2 separate regions of the Oryza sativa genome follow, and region 1 is linked to region 2. The links are chromatin contacts, called in public HiCAR-type maps. All regions are on one chromosome and are shown on one strand. The core of a region is the stretch at or near the end of the contact, and the rest is flanking DNA. Distances in the headings are between cores, read along the strand shown. Region 1 holds the start of LOC9268251 (flavin mononucleotide hydrolase 1, chloroplatic). Region 2 holds the start of LOC4350322.

What was found. HiCAR-type assays count read pairs that join an accessible place to other places.
Region 1: a HiCAR-type map of leaf shows a contact between it and region 2, with 2.4 times the contacts expected there. The contact joins the promoter of LOC9268251 here to the promoter of LOC4350322 in region 2. A contact is called at or near these places in 8 of 15 Hi-C or Micro-C datasets (leaf, leaf mesophyll, panicle and 2 more) and 3 of 4 datasets of contacts at active chromatin or transcription factors (all in leaf).

Annotation. Positions count from the first base shown.
Region 1 is chr11:11,680,894-11,686,790 of ASM3414082v1, forward strand. It overlaps LOC9268251 (flavin mononucleotide hydrolase 1, chloroplatic), which reads left to right and starts at 1,256. Exons shown (of 7, transcript XM_026021349.2): 1 at 1,256-1,557; 2 at 2,261-2,336; 3 at 3,780-3,831; 4 at 4,135-4,249; 5 at 4,322-4,392; 6 at 5,141-5,228; 7 at 5,315-5,590. The coding sequence starts at 1,328. The coding sequence ends at 5,453.
Region 2 is chr11:11,491,352-11,497,964 of ASM3414082v1, forward strand. It overlaps LOC4350322, which reads left to right and starts at 1,294. Exons shown (of 21, transcript XM_015762353.3): 1 at 1,294-1,604; 2 at 1,729-1,814; 3 at 3,306-3,383; 4 at 3,493-3,624; 5 at 3,911-3,961; 6 at 4,055-4,195; 7 at 4,280-4,402; 8 at 4,515-4,592; 9 at 4,974-5,063; 10 at 5,146-5,265; 11 at 5,462-5,545; 12 at 6,175-6,270; 13 at 6,361-6,549. The coding sequence starts at 1,523.

The DNA of each region.
Region 1 (5,897 bases), core at 6-2,505, 190 kb after region 2:
GGTCCCCTTGACCCAATCAACATAAGTGGGCCGACCCATTGAGTAGGCATTTGACTAATCGCCGGTCATCTCCGCCCCCGCCGCCGATCCTGCATTCTTGCTGTGCTCCGCCCCCGCCGCCATCGCCCTCACGAGCTCGGCGCTCTGCGATCGCTGTCCCGTCTCCGAGACGAGCCCTACTGGCAGGCATCCTGCCCATTCATCTTCTCCTCGCTCGGCGCCAGCTACTGCACGACAGGCAGCGGCGACGCGGCAGACACACGCAAGGCCGAGAGACCTGCAGACCCGCCGCCGACGGAGCTTACCGGCGGTGCCACAGCCGGCGGACGCGCGGAGGTAGCGGCGCCATGGATGATTAATAATTCTGTGCGTGTTCCTTTCTTCTGTCCATGCTAAAACTAGAAAAGAATCAAAGATATTGGATTCTCGGTGGATTGGATGCAGATGTAGCTCATGGATTTCACTTTTCAGGCATAGCATGATGTCTAAATTCAAAAGCAGTTGCTTCCTCGTCTTTGCTTACATAATAGTTACATATGGTTTAAGCGATTTGGTTAATCTCTCGTTCCTCGGGCCTCAGTTCTGCAGTTTTCTCGTATTTGTTTGATTTCAGCTGATGTCAAATGATTAATATAATCATCTATGAATTTTAGGTTTGATGCTGTCTGCTATCTGTTCGATTTCTGCTGATGTCAAATGCTTAATCTTCCAGTATGATTTTTTTTGGTTTGATGATCCGTGCTGCTGTTGATCTGTTTAGACGATCTGGCTGTTGTGCGTACTAGTCGTTGCTTTGTGAATTGCCACTCCACGGCGTGATTGGCCAATCTGAATCCGGTCGCCCCATGGACAGCTCGTGGGTCAGTGGTCCATGCATGTTTTGTGGGTCGGAAATCACCGCCTTGGGTATCGTGGGTCAGACTTTGGGTCGACCCAGCCCGACCCCCCCAGCACATTACGAGTGTAGAGGAAATAAATAAATAAGGAACCACCTATATATTTATCGATAAATTTTCTTCTAAAATTGACAGTGTAATTTTTGTAGGAGAAAATTTATCGACAAATATATAGCAAATATATAGCAAAATTGATAAATAAAATATAGGAGTATCTATCAAAGAAAATAAAATTTGTGTTAGAAAATCGAGCGGTTTGATAAGAAAAAAAAGGTGAGATATAGCAAAATCAATAAAATATTGCGCCACCTGTCCGTCGTCTCGTCTCCAGTAGACGGGCCCCTGTGGTGGCTGTGTGCGAGCAAAATACTAGCAGCAAGAAGCAATCATCCTCTCCTCGCCCCGCACCATCTCTCCAGTCTCCATCCTTGATGGTCTCCTTGCTCCCCCGCGCGCCCTGCCTCGCCTCCTCCATCCCCAAGCCCACCGCCCTTCGGCCGCCGTGCATGGCGTCCACATCCGCCGCGGCCCCTGCCGCTGCAGCGGCGACGGCGGAGGCGTCCGCGTCCCGGCCGCCGAGGAAGCTGCCGGTGCTGCTGTTCGACGTCATGGACACCGTCGTCCGCGACCCCTTCTACCACCACATACCGGCCTTCTTCCAGTTCAGTGCATCTCCCGTCCCTTGTGATCGGTGTTGGTGTGGGTTTGCAGTTGAGGTGTTCGACGGAATGCCTGCTTGGGGGTTCTTGGGGGCTTACTGTTGCTCGTATTAGAGGGGCTATGAATGTTAATGATCTTGCGTTTTTGTCTGGATCCGGCTTAGGCTATGTGGTGGTTTTGTAGTAATGGCTTGGATTTCCCTGTGGGATTGCAATGGTTTCATTGGTACTGGAATGCTCAGACTCCCAATAAATCATATATAAGTGCACAATTGTGAATTCAATATTCGTTTATGAACTAGCACCACACAAGTACCTAAAACTGTTTCAGAAATCCTGTGTTGAATATTTTATTACTTATTACCTCAATGATTCGGTTAATTTAAGCGTGAAGTCTATTTTATTTTTCTTGCTTTAACTCTTCTCAGATTCCATTTTGTCATTATAAATACTTGGGTTTATATCAGTGAAACCATCCCAATCAAAACCATGATGGAATAGAGTTTTGGGCGTTGTTTACCTGTAATATGGGGGTGAAGCCAACCGTTTTTTGAGTTTGGTGTGAAATTTTGATTCCAATAAGAGTTTGAGGGCCAAACTAGACTTTACCCTTAAATTAATATCTTCTCCTATATGTTTTACTATGATTTGTATATCTATTTTGTGTTACTTTCTGGATTATAAATATCCAATATTTGCCTGCAGAATGTCAATGAAGGAACTCCTCGAAAACAAGCATCCAACAGCATGGTCTGAATTTGAGATGGGTCTAATTGATGAGGTGTGAGTTATTACTTTTCATATATTGGTGAGATATTGGCCACGGTAGTAGGATCCTAGTTTTGACTTTTGAATTGTTTTTGCGAAATATTTTTCTCGAAAACGCAAGAGAATTGCGTTTCATTTCATTAAGGGGAAGAAAATAAAGGAAAAATACAAAGTAGGAGAGACCAAAGCCCTCCTACACACCCACGCCCCGGCCAACCCCGGCCAACTAGCTGCCTATGTTTCTGTGAAATATACCACTAATTATTGACAGTTACTTACTTTGCTAATGGACATTAAAGGTTGCCAAGTTGTGCTTGCCACGCTTGAAATGACTTCAGTTCATCAATAACATATGTGGTTCCTTCATTATCTTAGTCATTGTTCTTACTTCCTGTAATCCTATTTCTTGTATCGAGAAATTCATTACTCCACTAGGTCATTGATCACTGCTTTCTGGACTTGGTGGACACTTACTAGCTCAACATTTTAGGTGTTTAAACAAGGAAAGTAAGTTTTATATGTTTGTCCTATAGATAACAAGCACAAAAGGTTATGTGCATTTGAGGATAGACAAGTGACGAAAATGCTGAAATTAATCTGTATCAGGAAAATTGTTTCCGAGAGTGATTCGTGATGGCACTGGCACCGGGGTAGGATTAATGAATGCCATTGTATGATCCACTTGGTCTTACAGTGTATGACTTCTTCACTACGGTCCACATGTTAGGAGGAAGAAAAAATAATGGGTTTGGGAATTATAGAAATTTGTATGCATCTTAAAATACATCTACCTAGTTTGAGTGTTTGACTATTGGCGATTGCTAAGCACCCTGATGATTCACATGCTACTGAACTCTATAACCTACATATGGTCAAAGTTCTAATGCTATGTAATTAATATATCGTTCCGTTACAGATAACTAAGATTCTTCTTTTTATCTTATTATTTTGCATGGTGTGTGTTGTCTTTAGGAAAAAGGTCTATTTTTGGCCCTCAAACTCTGCTAGAAGCCCATTTCACCTGAACTTAAAAATCAATTTTCACCCAAAACATCCAAACCGGACAAACAACACCCCTAATGCTATTCCAAAGTGGTTTTGTTTACTTGGATGTAGTTTTCAGTGACAAAAACCTGCTACTTGTAAAGTATCGCTTTATGTGGATACCACTTAGATGAATCCAAGTCAGTGAAATTTGCCTAATAGGATCCATGCTAGTGAAATCACCTTCATATCGACCAAAACCATGGCGGAATAGTGTCTAGTGTGTTATTTGTCTGCATATGGAAGTAGGGGTGAAATTTTTAGTCAGGGTCAGTGAACTTCAGGCTGATTTCGGGAGTCAAAAATAGATGCCTTCTCTTTATGATTTTTTTCAGCTGAAATTGGAATATTCTGTTCTACTCTGATCAGAGATCAAGTCACCATTTTGTGATTTTTTTTCTTCTACTTCCAGAATGAACTGGCCAAAAAGTTCTTCAATGATGGCAGGTCTTTTGATTTGGAAGGTGAGAAGATCAGATCAGGTGTTTTACCGGGGATACAGATTGTTCCATTTTATAAACTGGCATCAAATAATCATTGTTTGAAGATACTTGATTTTGTTCATTGCTTCATTTACTCAGAATTGTTAATTAACTTAATATCCTACTTCAATGGATTTTCAATAGTAAAATATAGACTCAAAGCTTTGTACTTGTCTAATTATTAATAGCTATTGTCTTTTGTGACGTAGGTTTTTCTCAAACCTAATCTGTTAGCTTTTTTTATATCTTAGAAGATGTTTATTATTATTGTGTTTTTTCCTATAGGTTTGAAAGCATGCATGGTGAGGGCATATGAGTACATCGATGGTGTTGAAGACATTCTTTACAGTTTGAAGCAAAATAACTATGAAGTGCATGCATTTACAAATTATCCAGTGTGGTGGGTTTCAACTTATCTTGACACATTTGTACACATGTGCTTGTTCGGTTGTTCCTGAAATATGTTCTGTAGGTACCAGTTAGTTGAGGAGAAGTTAAAGCTCTCAAAGTATTTGTCCTGGACATTCTGTTCATGCACAGTTGGTAATACTATTTCTCAGATTTTATTTTTCTTTTTAAATGGAGTAATATATTAATATATATGTTAACAGATCGATGTCTATGGATCAAATGGACTTCTTTATGTCATAAAATGGTTAGATATAGTATGTTGGTTCTTTAGTGCATAAAACCAATATGAGCTGAACACATTGTCACCAACTTTAATATCTTTGTAGGATAACGTTTTCCTACTCCTCAAACTTACATCATGCTCAATTCTATACACACAATTTTATAATCGAATATAATATTTACACATAGTTGACCAACGTTGAGCATGCATTGCTGTGCTGACACAGCATAAAATCGCCTTTCCAGAGCAGGGGTGCACTCTATCTGTTACCGGAAGTTGAGGGGGAGGTTTTTATCCAATTGACAGTTGGGGTGAAAATTAAACTTTAGAAATAGTTGAGGGATGAAAAATAGACTTTTTTCCTTTTTGTGGTACCCTTTTTTAGGCAATTTAGTGTTAATATGTTCTGTAATGTACATGAGCCCGACTAGTTTGTACTAGGTGTGGCATTAGCTTCTATCTTGAGTTGGAACAGACTGATGTAGTAGCTTAGTAGTTTTGTTATTATGTGTTAAATGATGAAGCATAAGGGAACTTGTTAAGTTGTGGTGTCTTCATGATGGGTCATTATGATGTTGTGTGGTCATCAATGATCAAAATGACCAAACTTGAATGCAAATACTATCTCTAATTTGTTGTTACAATTTCATTCTTCAGGTAAGCGCAAACCTTCGCCTGATTTTTATCTACATGCTGTGGACCACCTAAACGTTGATCCAGCAAGCTGCATATTCATTGATGACAGGTTCATTATGATCAATTCATGTCTGGCATGGCTATGTAGTTACATTGATATCTTAACTGTTTTATTTCTTCTCTTTCCACTGTCAGGATGACAAACATTGAAGCAGCCCTTAGTGTAGGAATGGTTGGTTTGCAATTTAAAAATGCTGAGGTGCTCAAGAAGGATTTATGCTCGCTTGGAGTTGAATTTGCACCTGTGCATGAAGGTGAAATACAAGTCCAATAAGGTTGCACTTTGTTAACTCTTCTGCTCATGTGTATAAAATTCATATATCTGACCCTTCTGTCTTCTGAACCTTGTCAATAACATGAAGACCCCTGATTGTTGCAGATATAAACTACTAATATATTTTGTTTATTCAAGTGTGCGTATTCTCAAAGCATTCATTAGCTTCCATGTTTCCAACAAGTAAAGGTGAACAAAATACCAATGGCTTGGAATACATGCCAGTGCTTAATCAATAGAACTTTACCACAATCTCTGTTCAGGATAAAAATAAATCATCTTGAACTAACTTTAGGTTAAATTATTTATCTATCTAATACTAGACTAATCCAGACAAACTTGTGCTTGGATCAGGTGTAGCTCATGCACACGTTGTTAGCGCTTAAAAAATGGAAACATAGTTAGCTCTTAAAAAATCCAGAGTTAATTAAATGAGCACCAGAT
Region 2 (6,613 bases), core at 44-2,543:
TTTCTCTATATTTTTCGTATGTGACTGGGTACGTACATATTTTCTTTTTGTCAAATAGTGTACGTGTTTTTTTTTCTTCTCTTCTCCGCCGGCATGAGAAGTGAAAGAAAAGCGTACACACACAAAGGGGAAACGGAGGAGGTCAGATGGATACATGGATAGTACGTACGCTACGGAGGGATCATACTTGCGTTGGACGGATGGATCGAGATTTTGATTTCCTTTTAAGATAAATCTAACGATAAGGTCCATCAAAATTAATGAGTCCACCAATTTAAAGGAAAATCGACAGTCAGATTTCTCTATTTTAATAGAGTGACGTGTGGCGACTCGAGAGCGTTTATAGGATGCCACATGTCGATTTAGGAGCGTTTGTAGGAAGTTTAATGGATTTTTAGTATATAATAGAAAGAATAGATAGATTGATAGATAGGTAAAGATTATGACGGAAATGTTATGTTCTTTTTTGGAAGGCATATTTTTTGCCTTTCTTATTATTTTTCTTGTTTTTTCGCCTTTTTATCTTTTTGGATATAGTTTTTTTCACAGCCTTTTTTCAGTCTTTATTTTTTTCCGACGGCCTTTTTTTCGCTTTTTTTACGTATTTTGCTTTTTTTTTTTACTTTTTTATCGTTGCATACAAATCGGATCTTATTTTTGCATTTTTAATTTTTTTTACGAACGACTTTTTTTTCCAGGGAATCGGACTTTTCTTTTGGGGACCTTTTTCGCTCTTTTTTTTTCTTTTTTTACGGACATTTTTTCACCCCTTTTACGCCAAGGGGCAAACCCCCCCCCAAATACAGATAAAACCAAAATTCTGATACGGAAACATATTTAATTAAAATCGATTCTAACACGGATGTGTCGTAACAAATTTCTAGACAAAAACACCTTGAATTTCTTGAATTTTTATAATTGGTATATAGATATAGATAGATACATTCTAAAGCTATATAAACGCCACATAGGACAAAGACCCAGTTAAGACCACCACATAGGCGCCACATCAGCTAAAACCATCTTCAAAATCACCGAGGGACATAGTTTGCACCGGTTTTAATAGTTAGAGGAGTCGATATACCGGTTTTGTGGTCGGAGGACATGAATCATACTCGGGAGATAGTTGAGGGAGTCAAAGTATACGTTTTCTTTCTGGGTTATACGTAGAGTGGGTTGGGCTTTCTTCCTCAAAATGTTGGCCCATCAAGCAATCCGTCAAGTGGGCCAAAACAAAGTGAAGCTACGGGTTGCACTAAACCCTAAAATCCTCTCTCTCTCTCTCTCCCCCTTGTACCGACCAGCAATCCGCGCACGCGCAGCCGCCTCCCTTTGTTCGCGCCCACTTCCAGCCAGGCCACCGCCGCCGCCGCCGACCGAAGCAGCCGACGGCGACCACCGCCGCGGCGAGGGATCGGTGCGTAAGCTTGGCGGCGGGCCGCTCCGCACGCGGGAGGGAGCGCCGTAGCCGCCCTTCCCCCCACCCTCTACACCCCCTCGCCGGCGGCGAACACGGCGCGCGATGGGAGGCGCGCGCGCGCAGGTGAACAAGCCGCACAAGACACGCTTCGCCTCCAAGGCGTCGCGCCACGCGCACAAGATCGGTACGGCGCCCATGGCGGTCTCCCCTTCTCCTTCTCCTCGTCCTCCTCCCGCCCCCGGCAATCCCATTCCTCTTCTTCGTTGCCTTACGCTGATGGATGGCGGCGTCTTTTTGTTGTTCGGCAGATAAGGTCAGGACCGGGAAGCCGGAGGGCAGCCACCGCGCCGCCGTCAAGGGGGCCCGCGCCGCGCGCGTCCAGCGGAGCAAGGCGGTGAGGCTTCAGCTCTCGCAGTGCATCGCACCTTTACTTTTGTGCTTGGTTATTAGCTAGAGTATGTGCTTGACTGATTGTGACTTTTGGGTAGATGTCAAAGCTGGCTAATTCCGATTCGGGTGGCTGTATGGAGCTATTTTTTTTTCTTCTGATGTTTATTTTGTGAAGCACAAAGCATATTGATAAGACCAGCAGCCAATTAATACAAATGTTTATTAAAATTGTTAAGTACTCCAAGAAATAAGACATGTTTCCAATAAATCAATAATAATACCTGCGACATGATAGGGAACACATCTGACAGCCAGTATACTCAGTCTCAGAGTGAATGGCAATTAATCTTTGACAGTGCAGACTAAAATGATATCTGAAAAATAGATGGCTAGTGGACCGTCCAAACTTCAGCTTACACAGCTGAACTTCAACCTTCAGCTTGTACAGCTTATAGCATTCCCATAAAATTTTAGAAGACCAACAGTGCACCTGTGTGTTGCATCTGAAGTTGATTTTCATTATACTGGAGTGTAACAACATATAAACTTTTCTAACAAGAAATGAGCTTTTGCTATTTTAGTTCTTGTGTTATGATAGGTGGACAAGGGACATGGATATCTTCATTACAACACGAACTCAAGTAGTTTACAAAGTAAAAACAGGAATTTGTACTTTTTTTTTTGCTTATCCTGGTTCACTGTCCTCAGTGTTGTTAGTTGTAAGGTCCTTCAGCATGTTCAACCATTCATCTACTGAAGCATTGTTGACTGTTGGGTAGCAAGCCTCATAGGCTGGTGTCAGAGGCCAATGGTGCAAACATCTACTTTAACAGCATCTTGATTATTTGTGAAGATAGAAACATGATAATTTTCCAGAACTAGACTGACACAAGACAGGAAGTGGCCTGCAACGCAAGGAGGGATCCAGCAAGGCTGGGCTTTTTGTATGATCAGTGATGTATCCTAATGTTTATTTTGAACAAAACTATCACTTCCTTCTTTATGTTAGATGGCAGATTGATCTCTGCATATTCTCTATTCATCCAGATTCTTGGAAAATTTGTTATTACAGTAATAGTTTGCTAGATGCAGAGATCTTGAAAGTGTTTCTTCTGGTTGGCTTGAAGAAACCATTGTTTTGTACTATTTTTTTTATTATTATGGTAAATTCATTCAACATATAGTTAGTTATTCTTTCTGTATTTCTTTGATTCATCTCCTTTCATGCTAGACAGTAAAGTGGAAAGTATTGCAAATTGCCGTGCAGCCACTATGTTCCTTTGTCCTAGTTATGATGGCTCCAAAGCATGTCTTCCAACTGTCATCCAATTTATTTGTTCTTTAATTCATTTTCTCTGTTTTGATCTCTGCTCAACTTGGATTACATATACTGATATGGTCGCTGAGCATTATGTTTTGGTTTGTTAAGAGCTCTTGTTTTTTCTAGCCTCATCAGTTTTTTCTTGTTTACTGTAATGGTTTTGCTTGGTTGCAGATCCGTGATCAGAAACGTGCTGCTTTGCTGAAGGAGAAGCGCTCTTCCGTTGGATCTTCGAGTGCGCCCCGTGTCGTTGTTAGTATTTATGAACTTAGCTCTTGTTGTCCTACTTTGATTGTCACTTTTGTTGTTTCCTACGGTCAGATGATAGACATTTCCTTGGGGTAACTGATGATTATTGCAGGTTCTTTTTGGCCTTTCCTCGTCGGCAAATGTCAGATCACTTGCCAAAGACCTTTTAACCATTGCTTCTGGTGATGAAGAGAAACCAACTTCTTCCACTGTTGCTTCTCCTACATATAAACTTCGAACCACGGTTAGTTTAATTTAAATACAGTTGTACCACACATACCTGTAGGCAGGACACACTATTTAGTAATATCTCTATTTTCACGTTCACCAAAAAATTATGACCATTGTATCATCTCTCTGATGTGCATGTGTTGAACTATAGATAGGTCTTTGAACCATTGTATCAGCACTTGGTCTCATGTTTTAGTTGTTCTTTATATATATTGCTGTTAATTTCTTAATTTCCATTCATTGAATCTGCACACGACATGAATGATAACATTGCTTTTATATTCATATGGTTCTTGAAGGTACTTGAAGCACCTTATGGTGATCTTACATCATGCATGGAACTGGCAAAGGTTCATTCAATCAAAATCAATTTGTCATAATTGTTTTTGTTGAAATTTCTTGCCTCTAATCTGGATCTTGCAAACTATATCTTTCCTACATAGGTTGCTGATTTGCTAGCATTTGTACTATCAGCAAATTCATTATACGATTGTGATTCGAGCAGTCCAATTGATGATTTTGGATCACAATGCTTGTCTGTTTTTCGGGCCATGGGCTTACCTAGTACAGCTGTTTTCATTCGAGTAAGTTCCCATCATAAGCATTTGTCATGCCAGACATTGTATAATTGTTATCAACTTCCATCTTTTAACATTGGTACTTGTCAGGATCTTCCATCAGAAAACAAAAGTAGGCAGGAATTGAAGAAAACAGCTATTTCTTTTGTTTCTCCAGAGCTACCTGAGGATTGCAAGTTCTATGCAGCTGACACAAAGGATGATTTGCACAAGGTTTTCTTTGGAACCATATATTATTAAATAATGAAATGATATTTATATTTTTCTTCACCTTTTCTATCCTTCCAATGCTGTAATGTAATTATTTATGCTTAAATCTTTTCAGTTCATGTGGCTTTTCAAGGAGCAGCACCTTTCATGTCCACATTGGAGAAACCAGAGGCCTTATGTTATGTCTGAGGAGGTTTGAATGATTTGATACTCTATCTCTCTTTTTTGAGTGTTGACAGCTGTATCTTGGTGTAGAATATTTGGCCCAAAATCACATCCATGTTTCCCATTTTGAAAATTTGTCTGTGCAGTATGCTTGACAATTAAGACTGGTTCTGCTAAAATTAAAATAATATGTGAACTTTTCCTAGGTGTGTTAAATCTTTGACAAGGCATATGCGAGATTGTGAGCACATGCATCACATCACCTTAGGTTTCCATGTAATGATATATTAAGTTGGCTTTGAACCTACATTATTCAGTGCTAGTGGTGATTATTCACAAGTTACAAGTCATGTTGGCTTTGCCTTTTCTTTCAGTTTAAAACTGATTGACATAAGATGTTTGTTTTCAGGCCTGCATAAAACCTGATGACAGTTCAGGGCTGTGCACATTGCTTATGTCTGGATATTTACGTGCCCACAATCTTTCTGTCAACCAGCTTGTAGGTGATCTATGTTTTTATTTCTAGTGAGCTATTTTATGATTTTCTGTTCCTATTTTCTAACACCTTTGCCACTCAAAAGGTCCATCTGTCAGGTGTTGGTGATTTTCAGTTGGGTCAAATTGATATCCTCAAGGATCCTTTTCCTATTAATGAGAGGAAAAACTCCAATGCCATGGTTTCTGAAGATAGTGGTATTCAGGTTGTTATACATCATAAATTCACTTTTACAAACTGAATTATACTGTTCACAACTACATTAGAATGATCTGATGCAAGTAATGCTATTTAGTATCATAATAAGCATAATAATCAATGACTAAGTTATCTTTTACATGTTCAGTTTCATTTATTTTGATAACACCTTTTAAACTTCTCATTATTTGGCCCTTTTTCAGATTGTTGACACCTTTGTTCCAGACCCTTCAAGTCAAGAGCCTTTGCTTGTTGAAAACACCCCAGATCCACTTGAAGGGGAGCAGGTGATCTTTCTCCCATTTGGCTTAATGATGTGATGTTGACAAGCCATTGTTTTGAGTTCTGTCGTATCAAAACCTTTTGGTATTGAAGGGAAAATACAAGGGGTCTATCTATTACTTCATATAGTCCTACTCTTAGAAAGTTGGATTTAGTGCACAGTTTCTATAATAGCACATTGACTTTTAAAAAGTTTCATCATTGTTACTGTGAAGCATCTTAGTGTTGGTTTGACAAAAAAAAATGTTGGTAATATTCTTGATGTCACGACTTACTATTTTTATTTTCAATGTGTTGTCATCTGTTGTTCTGTGTTATTTTCTTCTCTTAGATGAAGTCAGAAGTTTGTTTGCTTTTAACATACTCATTAAGCTCTGTATCTTTCTTAAAAATACAACATATGTCATCAGATAGAATAGACTCGCTTAGCTTAATGGAAACCTTTGCTGTCAATCTGTTTCTTTTGGCTCAGATTGCATTCATTATTTGTCATATTTTACTGAACCAAACATTATGTTTCCTATGTTTGTTTCATCCTATCAAATCTTATTTGCTCTCTTGTGAATTAGTGAAATTAAATTATATCAATATATCTATATTTGAGAATAAGTTCTCTTTTGTATTATTATCTTAGACTTGGCCGACAGAAGCTGAGATGGAAGAAGCCTATTTGAACAACAAACAGAGAAAGCTAAAAAGAAAGCTTCCTCGAGGCACTTCAGAATACCAGGTTCACAATGCTTATCAAGATTATATTACCTATTGCTTACTTTTTTTAATAATTACTTATTGAAAAATTCTCCTCAAATGCTATTGTCAGGCTGCTTGGATTGTGGATGATACAGATGATGAAGATGGTGATTCTGAGAACGACAACCAGGATGGTGCTGGAATGGTTATAGATGAGCAAGATCACTCAGACAATGGAGGTGATGGTTCAGATATGGATGTGGTATCTCACTTTACGGAGAAATTTGATGAAGAAACAATTGGGGGTACCGAGATGGCAGTGAGTTCCCTTATTCCTTCAATCTGATACATTATAAAGCATTTGCTTTCAAAGAACTTATTAG